Regions from separate parts of the Mus musculus genome. Here region 1 is linked to region 2. Evidence: chromatin contacts called from public promoter capture Hi-C data. All regions are on one chromosome and are shown on one strand. Each heading gives the region's core, a stretch centred on a gene start, on an enhancer-like site or on the middle of the called end of the contact. The rest is flanking DNA. Distances are from core to core; before and after follow the strand shown. Region 1 holds the start of Zswim3 (zinc finger SWIM-type containing 3). Region 2 overlaps Gm36090 (a long non-coding RNA gene).

Region 1 (2,700 bases), core at 50-2,549, 270 kb before region 2:
TTAAAACTTGAATTGACTTTCAAATTGATTCATATGATTAGATTTCACAGCAAAAGACTGGGCACACAAACCTTCCTTTTTACGAAGGGGCGGGGCTGCTTCCCATTTCTCTCTGTCTCTCCCTCCCGCCCCCCAACTCCCCACTTTGGTTTTTCAAGACAGGTTTTCTCTGTGTAGCCCTGACTGTCCTGGAAGCTGCTCTGTAGACCAGACTGGCGTCGAACTCACAGAGATCTGCCTGCCTCTGCCTCCTGAGTGCTGGGATTAAAGGCTTCCACCACCAACCCCCTTTCCCTGTATTTTTTTTTTTAAACCAAACTGATTTGTCTCAAACTCATGACCCGCCGGCCTCAACCTTTTCGCATTGGGCTTCTAAACCTGCACCCTTATTCTTTCTTTCAAAGAAAAACTAAAAGCTAAATTTATAGTAGGCTGTTTCACCTGAACCCTAAAAGCCCTGGCGTTTTCATCAGCTTTTAGCCCCTAAAGTCAAATGAGTCAGGGAGCTACCACCAATAATTCTGACACACAGCCCTGCAGAGTAAGAAAGGCACTCAGGGAGCACCACCTTGGATAAGGAAGGTGTTTGAAAACGGCTGTATCTGGAGCTCAAGAATCATTTACAAAATCAATCACCGAAAAGAACCAACCAACCAACCAATGAGCACCATTACTGCTTTGTAAAGAGGAGGCTAATGGAGGAAATTATTACTAAGGCGTTTCAATTCACTCCTCAACCAGCCTTGCGCTTGAGATAGATTCTCTCAACAAACAAATAAAACGGAAAAACAACAAGATGCAGTTACTGCGAATTCCCAGGAAAGCTCGTGAATGAAGGAGTGGGAGCAAGCGCGGCGGGTAGCAAAGGCCACGCCGGTGAGGTTTCCCTCGTTTTTCCGCAGGCACGGGGAACGTGGCTCCTCCATGCACGCCCTCCTCCTCCAGGCAGCCCTCCTCCCCACCCTCCTGCCCCGCCCTTACAGGATATCCTCGCGGAAAGAGGTGCCGTTGTTGAGGTTATGGAAGCGGACGGAGATGCAGTCCCTGACAATGAAGGAGCACCTGGTCTCCTTTTTGTAGGCGCTGAAACACTCCTTGAAGTCCTCGTAGGTCTTAAAGCAGCTGCCTAGCTCCATGGCCGGGGACTGGCCCTCCTAGAACCTAGAACCACGGCAGGGGTCAGAGGTCACTGGGTAACGGCTGGCACGGGCCCAGCTGCGGTCCCGAGTGAGTGGCTTACAGGGCGCTTGGGAGGAGCCCAGAACAGGAGGAGACCGGTAACAGCAACCTAGGGGCGACTTTGCTCAGTGACAGAAGAGGAAAGACGCTCATCCCTTATTATTCATCTCCAAGGCTCCGCCCCCTCGCTGATTCACCCAATCACACGCGGATGTCCAAAACTGACACAAATATCCTCCAATCTTAAGATAGAGCTAGCCGCGCCCACTCTGAAATTGACAAGCACATCGACCAATCACAATCTGCGTCTCGCTCCCCGGAGCCCTTGGGATTTCCGGCCCCTGGAGCGACCTTCCGGAAGCGCTGGGAGCCTATATAAGTTTCCGCGTTTCTCTCAACCGCAGCCAGCAGTGAAAATGTCAGCGCCAGAGGGTCTGGGAGATGCTCATGGCGACGCCGACCGCGGCGACCTTTCCGGGGACCTCCGTAGTGTGCTGGTCACGAGCGTGCTCAACCTCGAGCCGCTAGATGAAGATCTCTACAGGTAGCCGGTAGCGCCTCTGAACTAGGCTCGCACCCCTCTTTCAGTATAGAGTCGCGATTACTGCCATCTCCCTGTGAACCTCAGTTCTGGGGTTAAGAGTTGGATGCAAGCTCTGCTGCAGTTAGAAGGCATGTCCCTGGCATCCATCCTTGCTTCCTCTTCAGGAGGCGATCTGGGGGGTGGGGGGGGAAGGTGTGTGTGTGTGTGTGTGTGTGTGTGAGAGAGAGAGAGAGAGAGAGAGGGAGAGAGGGAGAGAGGGAGAGAGGGAGAGAGGGGACAGAGACTCCGCTACCCCACAAGGCAGCTTAATCTGGTAGACTGAGTGTGCGTGTGTGTTCGTTTGTTCAAGCCATCCCTTAATGTCTGGTAAGTCATTACTTATCTTTCACTGAAGTGGGTTTGTAACAATTTTTTTGTTTTGTTTAGAGACAAGATGTCACTAAATATAGTCCTGGATGACCTGGAATTCACTATATATATATGAATGGAGAGGGAGAGAATGAGAGAGAGAGTATATATATATACACAGCAAGTTGGCTTGGAACCCACAGGGATCCACCTTCATTTGTCTCTTAAGCGCTGGCAGGAGTTCACCACCAGGTCTAGCTGGTTGTCTTGTTTTGTTTTGAGACAGGCTTTCTGTATAGCCCTCCCTGGCTAACCTGGAACTCTGTGTAGACCTGGCTGGCCTTGAGCTCACAGAGGCCAGTGTATCTCTGCCTCCCAAATCCTGGGCTCAAAGGTGTGTACCACCATGCCTGTTCAGTGACAGTTCTGACCCATGCAGCCCTTACGACTTTATCAGAAGCTATCGTTCTTCCAGCTAGGTAATTACTGTCTTGGGCCAGGAGCGCTTTTCAAATTGTTCTGTAAAGAAAAAACTGACAATCTCAGGGTTGAGTGCTAGGACTCAGGGTTCAGGCTCCAGCACTGGGCAAGCCCTTTCACCTAGATTAATCTGCAGGTAGCCGGCAGCG
Region 2 (2,700 bases), core at 119-2,618:
CTGGTGAGCCAAGAATACTGTCTTCTTCCAGCTAATCAGTTGCCATGACCACTGCTGCCTGGGTGCCTCCCCCCACCCCCTTCATTCACTCTTGTCTTAGGGTTTCACTGTTGGGAACAGACAGCATGACCAAGGCAACTCTTTTTTTTTAAGACCTATTTATTATTATACATAAGTACACTATAGCTGACTTCAGACGCACCAGAAGAGGGCATCAGATCTTACTACGGATGGTTGTGAACCACCATGTGGTTGCTGGGATTTGAACTCAGAACCTTTGGAAGAGCAGTCAGTGCTCTAACCCGCTGAGCCATCTCTCCAGCCCCCCAAGGCAACTCTTATAAATTATGACAACATTTAATTGGGGCTGGCTTACAGGTTCAGAGGTTCAGTCCACTATCATCAAGGCAGGAACATAGTAGAATCCAGGCAGACATGGTGCAGGAGGAGCTGAGAGTTCTACATCTTCATCTGAAGGCTGGCTTTCAGGCAGCTAGGATGAGGGTCTTAAAGCCCACACCCACACTGACACACCTACACCAACGAGACCACACCCACTCCAACAGGACCACACCTTCTAATAGTGCCACTCCCTGAGCCAAGCTTATACAAACCATAGCAACTCCCAAGGGTCCTGACTCTTCCCCTGGTCTTAGGATAGCACCCCAAACCCTCAGCTTGCCCCACAGCTCAGTCCATCGCTTACAAGACTTGGGGCGTCCTGCCTCATCTCCCCACTTGAACCCACGTCTCTTACTTGAATCATCCTTGTGTTGTTTTGGCTCTCATCCACCACACTTGGTAACTCTCACTCACGCCTCAGAGCTCAGCTGAAACTTCTCTTTCTGGGGTCAGCCTTCCCAACTGCCACTATTGCCACCTGCACCCAAGCCAGGTCTCCTGTGGAATCTGCACCATAGCTGCATGCCCGTTCACCAGCAGTCAGCATGTTCATTGCCAACCACATGTTCAACATCTATAAGAACAAGCACTTCGTGAGAGAGGAAACTGTGTCTGGATCGTCTGCTACAAGTACTGATGATGTAATGCTTATGCTAATTATTCATATTAGCCTGCATTTTAGAAACTTGGTTTCTCAGCAAAAGAGAGGAAAAATAAGCTAGGGAGCTGCATCCGGTGCTAGAAGGCTTTCCTGACATGTGTAAAGTGTGGAAATCTATCCTCAGAATTGAAAAATAGTAAGACAGAAAGAAGAAAGAAGAGACAGAGGCAGGGAGGACAGAGGCAGGGAGGATAGAGGGAGGGAGGGTCCAAAACTAGCAGGCATCCAAAGAAACGTTTCATGTCATGGGGAAAAGTACCGGTAGACTGTGAGGGTACAGTTCCTTCTACTGCCACCAGAGGGCAGGCTTTTCAAGGCCTGGACCAAGTGAGGTTATCCTATAAGCAAAAGGCTGCAAGCATTCTCCCCAGAGAAGTCTGGAATCCATATTCAGAAGAGAGAATGTAGCATGCCTGATGTGTTGGGGAGGGGTCCCTTGACCTACTTCCAGGAAGTGACATAATAGAAAATAAACGTATTCATGTCTTTAGTGCAATAGACAACACATTGAGAAAATGCTAAGAGCTGAAGTGTGGGTTTTCAGAGTGGGAGCTTTGGCCTGCAGTATTCAGAGCACATCAGATCATAATCAACACAGACCTTTAGGATGCCCAAGCCTGTGAACTTCCTGAGGCCTATAACATGACATCAATGCTTTACAAAAAAGGAAACTGCTTCTGACAGGTGTGTCTTGCTCATCTTCCAGCTTGCATGAGAGACTAAGCCCAGGTTACAGCTATGGCAGGCTACCTCTCCACTCCTTCCTCCCGTCCCATCGCCACCTGGTAGTCCTTGCCTTCTGTTCTGAAGAACCCCCGGTTAAGACAGACCTAGCATTGGACACTTGCACCACAGCTGGAGAGTGAGCTCTCAGTCATCCTGTCTTCCTTCCACCAAAGGACAAAGACCTGGGTCTGTCAAATAGGTCTGGACTCTTCCTTCATCAGCTACTACGGACTGATGTGCATCTCCGTGCCCCTAAAAGGACATGGTGGAGTCCTGATCTATAGGACATCAATCAGAATGTGACCTTATTTAGAGAAAAGCATGTTACTGAACTAATCACATTACAATGAAATCATTACAGTGGACCCTAGTCGTATTCTTATACTGAGAGACAGACAAGGCACCTCTGTGAAGACACGGTTTATGTGGCTATGAGTCAGCAGACTTCGAAAAGCTAGGAGAGATTCCTGGAACACAGCTTTCCCTTACAATATGACAACTTTAACCGCCAACTTAATACAAACTAGAATCTCCTGGGGAGTCTTAATAAGAGATTTTCTACACTGGGTTGGCTGGTGGCCATGTCTGAAGAAGATTCTTTTGAGTTAATTATGTAAGAAGACCCCGCCCACTGTGGGCAGCACCATTCCCTAGGCAGGGAATCCCGGACTGTGAAAGAATGGAGAAAATCAAGCTCAGCACAAGCAGACAAACATGTGGCATGCATGCATTAATGCTGCTCCATTCTTGAGTGTGGCTGTGACTAGCTGCTACAAGATCCTGCGTCTCTTCTCACTCTGGCTTGCCCTACAGTGGTGAGCTTTAGCCTGGAGCTATACAATAAAATAAACCCTTTTGTCAGGGTATTTTTTATCACAGAGACAGAAATGAAACCAGTCGTGTGCAGGAAG

What was found. Promoter capture Hi-C pulls out the DNA fragments that hold promoters and counts their contacts.
Region 1: a promoter capture Hi-C map of pre-B cells shows a contact between it and region 2, with 2.6 times the contacts expected there. The contact joins the promoter of Zswim3 here to the enhancer-like site in region 2. A contact is called at or near these places in 2 of 39 promoter capture datasets (the 3T3-L1 cell line and pre-B cells), 1 of 15 datasets of contacts at CTCF or cohesin (large pre-B cells), 2 of 115 datasets of contacts at active chromatin or transcription factors (bone marrow-derived macrophages and memory CD8 T cells) and 1 of 9 other capture datasets (liver).

The regions. Positions count from the first base shown.
Region 1 is chr2:164,803,713-164,806,412 of GRCm38.p6, reverse strand. It overlaps Zswim3 (zinc finger SWIM-type containing 3), which reads right to left and starts at 1,299. Exons shown (of 2, transcript NM_178375.2): 1 at 982-1,299. The coding sequence starts at 1,136. Acot8 (acyl-CoA thioesterase 8) reads left to right here and starts at 1,532. Exons shown (of 6, transcript NM_133240.2): 1 at 1,532-1,723. The coding sequence starts at 1,596.
Region 2 is chr2:164,530,044-164,532,743 of GRCm38.p6, reverse strand. Gm36090 (a long non-coding RNA gene) reads left to right here. Exons shown (of 6, transcript XR_375205.4): 6 at 1-555. Among named protein-coding and RNA genes, the nearest start is that of Gm36090, 18 kb to the left of the region's middle. Within about 2 kb of position 1,368, at least 15 of the 459 cell types and tissues checked have an H3K27ac peak or open chromatin away from gene starts, as enhancers often do. A contact at or near this core is called in pre-B cells, where this site is marked.